Linked DNA regions of Anser cygnoides: region 1 is linked to region 2. The links are chromatin contacts, called in public Hi-C maps. All regions are on one chromosome and are shown on one strand. The core of a region is the stretch at or near the end of the contact, and the rest is flanking DNA. Distances in the headings are between cores, read along the strand shown.

Region 1 (5,503 bases), core at 1,892-4,391, 160 kb before region 2:
CTGTGCTGTGCTACTGGATTAATTGTAGACATTACATTAGCCCCAGCAATTTTCCCAAATCTAGCTGGGGAACTTAATGGCCCACAGATAAGGAAAGTAGATTGCTATCTCCTGTTGCTCGTTGCAAACCATCTGCAGGCTCACAGGAGTGTTGCTGTAATTGTTACACAGGCTTAGTCTCCATTCATGTTTGCAAGAATTTTGTCTACCAAGAGAGAAAAATATTTTATTCCCCTGAGATAAAGTATTCATGAGGGAAGATCTGTCTTGAGGAAATCCATTTTCTAACAGTTGTGGATCAGGCCCTTGACACCAGCAGTTCAGAGCAGACTTTCCCTTTGAGTATTCACTGTCAGTGTTTTACAGCAGGATAGCTGTAGGTGCAATTTTCTTGGAAATCTGCAGAGGAGGACTGGAAGTGTCTGAGAAGTTTTGTTAGTCAGCAATTTATGTTGCTGTGGAAACGCCTTAGAGCTTGGGAAAACTGCCTGGAGAAAATGGTGGCTGCCAAAAGTGCTAACAGCAGTTTGCATCTCTTGTTGGGTTCCTAGCTTACCTACCTGTACAGTGGGCTCATGCTTCACGGCTGCTGTTGTATCCTGAGGGTGACCCACGTTTTGTGCTGCTGGTCATGGTTTCCTGCTGCAAACCCTCTCTGTCACTCCTCTGAACTCTGACATTCCCCCTGCCAGACTCTCCTCTGATCGGGGATGGTACGCTGGGGACCAAAGCAGTGTCCAAGTCCTTGAACATCAGACAGCTAGCTGTAAAGGCAAGTAGCAACACCGGTGGGGATGAGGGGGAGGCTGATGAGGTCTCATGTCTCAGAATAAGTTACAGTGACCTGGTGAATGTCTCTGTGCACACATACCTGTTTGTTTTTTCCTCTAGCAGAGCTGACCAGGCAGACCTCTTGTTATGTAGCCTTTTGACAAGTAGAAGGCTTGGTGAGGAGGGGTCAGCTTCTGAGTCATCTTGTTAGTTTAAACAGATAGAAATCTGCCCCTTACTGTTCTTTTCCTGGCTCTATTTTTTTTTATTCCTCTGGAGAAAAGTACTTGCAAGAATAAAGCAGAGCAGAGGGAAAGCACAGATGGATTTCCTCAGTGAAGGAAAGCAGGCAGAATCAGGGCTCTGACTGCCAGGCCTGCACGACAAATGCTGGGTGCAGGGTTCACCGTGCTACATGAACTGGACATGACGGGCACAAAGGATGTCATCGCCTCTTGCCTGAGAGATGTGACGCTGCCTTTTCCTTCCAGTTGGGTGCCTCCCTTGCTCTGTTGCTGGAAGTCACATCAGTGGGTTCTCCCTGCTGCCCCCAATGCCCCTTTTAAAAACAAAAAACCAAACCCCACAGATGGAAAGGTTGCAGCTTCCCAAGAGCTGCCTCCTGCCTGTCTGAATTGTGACAGAGAATCTGACAGAGGCACCTATCCAGGGAAGAGACGAACGATTTTCCCTCACACTGAAGAGGAAAGCTCACCAATATCTGGCTGTTGTCAGATATTCCCACTGCCTGATGGAGTTATATCCATGACAGCATTGTTCCCTCTATTCTTGCTCGGGAGGGGGGAGATGTAAAGCTGTATGGGGGGGATCTCTGAGGGTAGGAGAAGACAGGAGCTCTCAGGTCTTCATGAATGCGACACCGGCTTCAGCTGCGGGCGACAGGCTTGTCAGTGAGCTGTCGTTTCCTGTACCATACCTGAACCATAAACCTGTACAGGGTCCTTGAGAGATGGTGGGGTTAGCTCTGTGGAGAGAATTGTAGTGATGGAAGTGTTAGGAGGATCTCGCAGGGCGTCTTCATCTTTGGTTTCCTTTTACTGGGAGTAAAGGTGATTTGGGTTTATAATGCCATTTTTTTTGACTCATTAGGAGTATTATTTAAAAGTCCTTTTTAAAATGTCATTAATTTAATGATTAAGGATATTTCTTTCATGTGGTAATTTATGGCATTGCTTTTCATGGATCAGAGGAGGAGCCTGGGCATTGAAAAGAAGAATGTTCTTGGAGGAGGTGAATTAATAAGTTCCTCCCAGAGTTCTAGAATTCAAATCTGGGTATAGCTGAAATAGTGTGAAATTAAAACAAAAAACAAAACAAAAAAAAAAAACACAGGAGAGGAAAAAAAAAACACAGTGCACCCTGTTCCAGGTAAAACAACACAAAACCTCTTTCGCTTTCTATTTACTAAATTGCAAAGTGCAGAAAGCCCTGTGCCTTGGGGACTTGATTTTGCCTGAGGAACATGCAGACTTGACTGATCAGTGCCTTCCCATGCCCATGACAGCTTTTGCTCTCATTTTAGAAAATAAGTGACCATTTCTGCCATGTAAATTGTATCAATTGAATAAAACTATTGAATAGGTGAGCTAGTATTGGAAGTTTCGTTTATTTTAATACAGGTACTACAGTATGATCTTCCACAGTTGTACTCAGAAATGCCAGTAACAGACTTCTGTGAGTTGGGGTCAGTGCTTTGGTTTTTAGCTCTAATTCACATCATATTTCTTTCTGGCTTCATAATGTTTTGTGAAGTGTTTAGCTATCATCTGCAGAGACTGAATTTGTGCAGAGAAGTGTCCTTGAACCTCCTGTGGAAATATATTTCTTGAAGATAAGGCCTCTGGTTTCATCACCTAAGTGACACCTTACTGCAAATGAGTATCTGCTGCTTTGTAGGTTAGCTGTAACTTTATTAATTTACAAGGGCCGACTTGCTGTGGTTTTTGTTTGTTTTTCACTCAAAGGGAAATGGATACATTTCACGAGGCAGTATGGCTCCAAGGCCAATGACAGGTCTAGAAATGTGGACTCATCTGTTCTAGGTCTTGTTCTACAAATGCTTGGTGAAGTGAAAAAGATGCAGCGCAGACAAGGAACTGCCAGCATGAATGAGGCCCGTTTGGTCGACAGGACCCAGCAGCATCAGGCTTTGTTTACAACATTGGAGCAGTAATTTCCACTTGGTTGGCAGATTGCACCAGATGTGTCTGACTCACCGCATGCATGAGAGGCACTCAGATTATCTTTGGCAGGCAAGCAGGATCAGACCAGGACTCTTTCATCTGTGGACTCCTCCAGGAACTCCGCATGGCAGAGATTAAGCTGGGTCCTGTTCTCTGACCTCTTTGGCTTCCTGACAGCATGACGTATGAAACAAAGGCAGTGTGACTGTGACATGGGCAACACCTGGACTGCAGAGATCCAGGGTGTGTTCAGATAAGTTTAATCCTGACACTACGATCAGAAATCAATTCATTTTTGTTAAGGTAGTCACAAATGTCAGCTAAAAGCTTGACTAATATTGGCAATGCTCAACCCACTTTTGAACTGGGCATTTTAAATTTCTGAACCTTACAGAGATATGAGACCATCTGTCTTTGAAACTTCACTTATCTCAGTTAAATGCTAACATATCTGCTGCTTACTAGAGAGATTTATTTAAAACCAAGGTTTTTCTGGATGTGCAATCAAATGGCAACTTAAAAGCAGGACTAGTTGTATTTAAGTATATTTGTTTTCTTCTGTAGCTTTTATACCTCATTACAGAGCCTGGTTAGTTGGAACAGCTATGTCTGTGTGCAGTGTAATATTTCAAATATAGTATTTAAGTACGCTTTTCAGTATAAAAGAAACCTCCATGTTCTATTAAAGCAGCATCTGTATCACTTCAGGATTTGTTTTGTTTGCTTTGCTTTTCTTCTGAACATCTGGGGAGAGATTTAGAAGAGTGAAATCCAGGGCCTGTGTGACAACTGCTGTGAAGAAACTGTACTGTAGACTATCCCTAAGTGATCCTGTATCGTACAGGGTCCCAGGGGACAAGCAGTGCTGTGGCGCACTGGAGCCTGATCCTGCAACTTGCACATCGCCCATTTGTACTTTTGTACTTGCTGCCGCCCAAGCCAGCTCAACTGACTTGACATTTCAAGTTATACCTAAATGTTTTTTGTTTTGTGTTTTTTTTAGCTGTGGGTGGATTCATTTAACCTTAGATACAGAAGGGTACCACTGTAAATCCCATATCCATTTTTTATTGTCACTTTTGAGAAAATCATTGAAATAAAACCACACATACAAAAGCACTGATATTTGTCTTAGATTTATCAGTTTCAGAAAAGGAAGATGTTAGCTTGCTTTGTCTTAATCTAACAGACATCCACTTGTGAGAAGCAAAGGGACCTGTGTTCTGGGCTATGCCAAGTTGCAGCTTGGCAACTGTGTGCACAGAGAAGGAGAAATGGGGGCCTGGAGTCCTAGGCTCTTATGTTCAGAACATCAGCTAAAGTTAACTTGCGTGTGATGGGGGTGATCTGGTGTTGATCTGGTTCCTCCTTAAACACCAGCAACAAAATCCCACAGGCTATTTCTGTAGCACCAAGCCATAGCGCGAGTCAGGGGAGGAGGGTAAGGCTGCTCCTGCCTGGAGGGATCCCCCAGCGTGGTGGGGCTGCCAGAGAAGCAGTGCTGGAGGAGGATGCAGAGGTGCAGGGGCCGAAGGAGGAGGTGGCTGTGTGTGTGGAGGCAGCTGGTGAAAGTAGGAGAGTGGAACTAGTTTCGGAGGAATCTGAAAAGCCAGGCACTGCTTTCGACTTGATGTGGGAGAAGGGTCACGTAGCTTGGGGAATTGATGGAGGATTTTAGGCATTGTGTTCCTTCTAGAGAGTGTGTCTTGCTATAGGGTTATTCTGGATTTAAAAGATTCCCAGTGATGCTTTGTGGAGTCAGGTTCTACAGACTAGGGAAAAATTCCAGCTTTGACTTGAATGCAAACCTATTCAGGGCTTTTCTTCTGCTTAGAAGTATGGCTTGCCTTGTTCATAGGGTTGTCCGTCATGGCTCAGACTCTCAAGTTGTTCCTTCACTTTCTCTTAGGAAAAGAAAGACCATCCAAATACAAAGTACTGGATTCAGAAAAGTTGGCTGGTTTCCTTTCTTTTTCTTCGGGGAAGCAGAAGAACTAGAGAGAAAACCACTAAAAGCTTTTTATTAAAGTATTTATCTTTTCTGTTTTCTAAATAAGAGTCCTGGCCACTTTGAACCTCCTCCAGCTTTCATTAAAGATAATAGCTTTTTAATGACAACGAGTTTGTTTCCTTTATGCCCTGGGTGAGTCATAGCCCCGCTCTGTATGTGATGGGGTTGTGGAATGGGTCTGGGCAGAGGAGAGGGCATGGCTTCCACCCCTGGTCTCTGTGCCCACAGCCACACCTGAGTGAGGAGTGACAACTCTACTTCTCTTCCATCCTGATTTCCCCCCATGGTCTTATAACGCAGCATTGCGTACGAGAGAGGAGAAGGCGGAATGAGCAGATCACACCTCCCCTGGGCTGCAGTCTGAGCTGTGGGACTGTGCTGAGATGCTGCCTTTATCAAGGGCAAATGCCCTTGAGGTTTAAACCCAAGAAGGTGTTTGCTGCTGTGACAGAGGCCCAGCCATAACTGCTCTGCCGTGATGGGGACTCTCTCGGCAGTACCTTGGGAGTCTGGGTCT
Region 2 (5,234 bases), core at 2,416-4,915:
GCAATGCCGAATGCACTTACTCCGTGAATTTTCTCAGAAAATGAAGCTAGAGTGTATTTCATTTATAAATCACAAAAGACATTTATTTGGCAAGGATGACCCCCTGCTCATATACAATAAATCATGAACATCAACAGTCTCTAATGGATTTTGAGTCAGTGCCACAGACAGCGAAGCCCGGGGCCTGTGTTTCAGGATTCCAGGACTGTGCCAAAGGAGCCTTATAAATGATTAATGCATTCAGTGTCATCTGTGCCATTGGAGAGAAAAAGACGTTCTGGGGCTCCGTTTGTCATTAAAAAAAAGTGATAATCGGTTCAGTAGCAGACCATGCCTTTCCCTTCCCCTGCCAGAATGAGCCATTTAGCTCCACACCTAATAAAATCCCTTCCCAAAACTTCACACATGCTCTCCATTCGTGGTGTGCAAAATTTCTGGGAGATGAGACAGGGAATGGAAAAGCTTTTTTTCTTAAGTAGCCCTCCAAAGCCAGGCTTCCTGAGGGATGGAGCTAGGGTTTGTAGTTGCAAATGCATGTACAAAAGAGATAGGCCTCAGCCACCTCTGTAATGTTGCTTTCTACTTCTTTGCCATACTGTGAGGATGCCGGTACATAGAAAATGCAAGTTTTGGTCCCTGCTGCTCAGTCTCTCATGCTTTCCAGTTATCCATCCTACAGTTTTCAACCTCTCCCCCCTTACTTTTGTCCCCATGGTTACAGAATCACTGTGTTCACAGAGATTTTCCTCAGTGAAGAATATGTGACTAACATGAGACAGCTAAATTATCAGAGCCAACTCTGACATTGGTTTCTCCTAACGAGGATCTTATCTTCCAAACGCTTTCAAATAGATCTGTTGCACTGGCACCAACTTCAGAGTTGCAGCACTTCAGCTATTGACAGGGACAGAGCTGCAGCAGCTTTGTACAGGGAGACTTAAAATAGTCTAGAATCAGGTAAAGGAAGAAATTCAGATGCTAGCTTTAGCAGACCTGCAGCCTAGGAGTACGTGATACACATATCTAGGAGATGCATTTCACAAAATTTTGAAGTCATCCGAAAAGGGAATGCATTATTTCTGAACTGGACCTGGGTCTGGGAATTCAAGTAGATTTCCTCTTTTAAAGAAAACAGTTCAGCTAAGCAGTAGGATACACACATGTTTTGGGCCCAAAGCAATCTCTGTTACACAATGCATCAAGACAGACCACAGAATAACAAACCTACTAATCTCCAGCCCCAGCAATCAGCATATGCTGACCCAGGGCTCCGTGGAGCTGCTCCCACACTGACCAGCCTAGGTGGCCCTCAGAGAAGCACAAACCAGATACCTTCCAAACTACCCAAAAAACATACGTTAAGCCTCGTTCACATCTGGGAGGTCTTTCTCCCCTTCTCTCACAGCATCTACTGAGCCACAATTGCCCAGACACTAAAGCAAGAGCAGGAGGGCAACACCTCATGTAACCATCTCTGCAGTCATAAGCCAACATACACAAGACTTGAGAAGACGTGGAGATCTTACCTTGGCCGCTACGGAGGAGTTGGGCTTCTCCAGGAGGTCCCAGAGCTTTTTCCTTTTGTCAGCGCAGCAAGTGTTATCAAATTCCTCCCCTTCCCTTTCCCTCAGTGTCTCGGCTTCTCTCTTCAGCTCCTCATTCATCTGTTCCTTCTTCTGGTGGTAGCGGGCCTGGCAGCAGGACTCCAGGTAGATCTCGTCCACCCCCCAGTAGTCCAGCTCTTGGCTGAAGGACAAGGCGCACATCTCCTCCATCATGTGCAGCTTGCCAGTACGGTAGAAGTTCAAGATTGAGGTGAATGCCCCGGGATGCCTGTCGAAGAAGTACTCGTTCTCCTCCAGGTTGTAGTCATCGCAGATCTCCATGAGGGAGTCGTGCGTGTTGCAGTCTCTGAGCTTACCCAGCCTGGTCCGCGGCAACCTGTCCAAGGTCCGCCAGAGAACCTCGTGGGCCAACCCCCCCACGTTGAGCTTGACCCTGCGGGAGCAGGCCTTGCTCCTGACGATCTCCGTGGGGTCCGGAGGCAAAGAGGTAGTAGAGCGAGATCCATGCTTATTCATCCCCAGAGGCATCTCTGGTCCCCCTCAGGCTGGCTGCTCCAAGGCGCGGCGCGGGGCGAGGGCTGGCGGGGGAGGGAAGGGGAGGGGGGGGCCGGCTTCTCCTCACCTCTCCTTCCCCTCCATGCCCCGGAGCTGTAAGAGAAGCCAACCATGGGGCCCGAGGCCGGCCTTATCCCCGCGGGGCAGCGCCCGGCCCCGTTAATCAGCTCAGGGGGCGCGGCGGGCGCTGTCCGCCCCCGTGGTGCTGAACCGCGCTCGGCGCCCCGGCGGGCGGCCGCGGGCAGGCGCTGTCCGCGCCCCTGGTGCTGAACGCGGCGCCCGCGCCCACGTGGCCGCCGGAGGAGCCGCCGCTGAGCTCCCCCGGGTGGCGGATGGGTGATGCCCCCCCCCCCCGAAATCGGTGGCTCTGACCCCCCCACACACCACCCACCGCCTTGGGATCTAGGAGCTGTGCCTAGGGTCCCCTCTAGGGTCGGCTGCACGCGCGGTGCTGGGGGAGAGGAGGTTGGGCACAGCCCCGGTGCGGGTTTTTTTTTGTTTTTTTTTTTTTTTGCTTCTGGAAGAATGGCTGGGAATTGGTGGATTAAAGGGCTCTGCGCGGTGCTGCGAGGGGAAGCGGCCCGAAAGGAGCCGGGCCGACAGCCACCGGAGGTACTGCCGCCTTGGCCCCCATCCCGGAGAGAAGCGGCCCCGCCACCGCTGGCCCCCGGCCGCCCCTGCGACCCTCCCGAGGCAACTCCCCTCCGCGTAGGAGCCAGGGAGAAGCAGAGGCTTTTTATAACTCCAGCCCCGCAGATTTCCCCGAGGAAAGCGCCGGGGAAGGGAACGGGGGAGTATTTCCAGCCACTCTACCTCTCCGGGCTACCCAGGGACGCCCACCCCCCACCCCACGCAGCCCTCTGCATAAGAGGGAAACCAACGAAAACGGGAATAAGAACCACCCCCGAGCCTTCCTCGCAAAGCCGGGCGGCTTAGAACAGCCCCGAGCACTGTTGCTTACACAAGATGGCACGAAGAGAAACCCCGGCGCAGGAAGGAACGGCTTCTCCCTGCCCAGCCGCGCAGCTCCGGGGGGGCTCGGCCCCTCTCCCCGCCGAGCTAAGTGCCCCCCACCCCGGCAGCGAAATGCGGCCGCTGCTCCCCGGCCGGGGGAAGGCTCCCCTCCTCCGGGCCGAGCCCGGCCCGCACCTACCTCCTCCTGCGGGCTCCCAGCGAGGCGGTGCGGGGCTGTGCGGGGCCGAGGGCGGCTACATGGTGCGGCGGGGCGGGCAGCCGGGGCGGCCCCGCTCGCATCCCCCCGCGGGCAGCCTCGAGGCGCAGGGATGGCGGCCGCGCTCCCGTCTGTCCGCGGAGCCCAGGGGGAGGGGAAGCGAAAGGAGGTAAATCGGATCCCTCGGCAGGAAGCTTTTCCGAGGCCTTCCCTCGGCTGCGGCTCCTCGCTCCTGCCCGCCGTCAACGCCGAAGCCGCATCTGCCCCCTTTCCCCCGCCCCTCTCCCGGCGAGGACACAAAGGAAAGCTCCGGTGCTTCCTTCTGCTGCCTCGTAAACGGAGATCAACAAGTCGAGGCTGAACCTCCAGCTTTTCCCTGCAATTCTGTCCCGGAGTTGTTTGGAGTGAATTGGAAGTTGGGGGTGGAAGAGAGGAAGGCAGCTCCACCGTGAGCTGGGATGCAGCATTGCAGGGAAGGTTAACGCTTTCCTGGCCTGGCCCCGCCGCCCCGGGGCCGATTTGCAGCGGGGGAAGGCTCCCGGAGCAGAGCTAGCACCGAGGGGAGAGCCACAGCATCCCTCCGCAGCAGTCGGGGTTATCCCCGCCGTGCTCAGGCTCCCGATGGTACCATCCGTGAAAGCGGGAGCAGGGATGGGAGCCAGGAGAAGAAGGATGAGCAGAGTGCTGATGAGCCCTGCAGGGCCCTCAGTGCTTTCTAGGCCCTGCTTGCTGAGCTAGGAGCAGCTGAGCTCAACGAGGTCACGCATCAATCCGGGTGTCGGGGGTGAGCTGGGTCCTCGTCCTCGCCCCAGCAGTCTCTCGTCGAAGGCAAGAGCCTGTTCTCAGAATTGTTGCATGCATTTGCAGATACAGATGGGAGGAATAATAATGGATCTCTGTTGTTGATTAGGGATCTATATGTAATAAAAAAGAGCATCTTCTAACCGGATAACATAGCAAAAACAAAGAAAAGGCAACACTGCAACCTTCAACGTATCCCTCTACCACTTTCCTCCTTCCCTCCTGACAGGAGAAAATGGACCTCACCAGGAGCCCGTAGCTCCATTAACGTTGTTTAATGGCTACATTAGCACCACTTAACGCAGCTCACCTGCTTAGGCTGGGGTAGCAGAGGTGCACAGCTGTGCTCGTTAGCCCTTTCTCCTCTTTACATTGATTGACCATGGCTCCTGGGCTCCTTAGTGACAATTCCCACTTCAGGGTTTCTAAAACAGGAGCCTGGTGTCTGGCTTTGTGTGATTAACTTGGGAAAGACTCCCAGTGCTGCTCCTCCTTGCTTTCCGTGCTTCTCCCTTTACGCAGCTCCCATTTCCTAGTGTACACAGTATCGATGTTACGCTGCTATCTTTGGCATTTGAATGTCCATGTCTTCTTAAGAGATGACCTTCTGAAATCCCAAACAGTATTTTTCTGGTAGGGCCCTATGCTCCAGTACCTCCCATAACAGCACATATCATCTGTATATTTCAGAAGTTCTTACAAGAAGTGGGTCACTACCTTCCTTCTGCAGATGGGGAAGTAAAGGCATGGAGCAGCACTCCTCAGTAGGGAGGTGGGAGGAAGAGTTGGGAGCAAAGATTGTTGACCAGCTTAATCCCAGCCCCGTGCTCTTCCACTGAAGTAGCTCCCCCACATCACGAGAACCTACAGTCAGTACTCAGAGCAATTCAATTCTCCTCTTGCCTTCCCATCATTTCACCTCCAGACCCTCCTCTACCCCTCTGACAATAGAGATGAAAATTCCTGATCAGGGCTGCGAAGCTAAATCTGTTAATGATTACAAAGAGCCTTGAAACTTCCAGCTGGCAGGCGCTGCATGAGAGCAGGTTATTTGTTTGTTAGCACTGGCATCCAGGGCACATTATCTCCTGTTGTGACAAATGCAGGACGCTCTTCTGCGGAAAGAGAATGGTGGGAGGGAA

Evidence for each region. A called contact is a pair of places that touch in the nucleus more often than the background predicts.
Region 1: a Hi-C map of granulosa cells shows a contact between it and region 2, with 2.2 times the contacts expected there. The contact joins the enhancer-like site here to the promoter of KCNB1 in region 2. A contact is called at or near these places in 3 of 7 Hi-C or Micro-C datasets (granulosa cells and liver).

The regions. Positions count from the first base shown.
Region 1 is chr16:9,138,894-9,144,396 of Taihu_goose_T2T_genome, reverse strand. No RefSeq gene overlaps it. Among named protein-coding and RNA genes, the nearest start is that of STAU1, 52 kb to the left of the region's middle. Within about 2 kb of position 3,141, at least 1 of the 3 cell types and tissues checked has open chromatin away from gene starts, as enhancers often do.
Region 2 is chr16:8,975,754-8,980,987 of Taihu_goose_T2T_genome, reverse strand. KCNB1 (potassium voltage-gated channel subfamily B member 1) reads right to left here and starts at 3,665. Exons shown (of 3, transcript XM_013189816.3): 1 at 3,274-3,665; 2 at 1,527-2,213. The coding sequence starts at 2,093.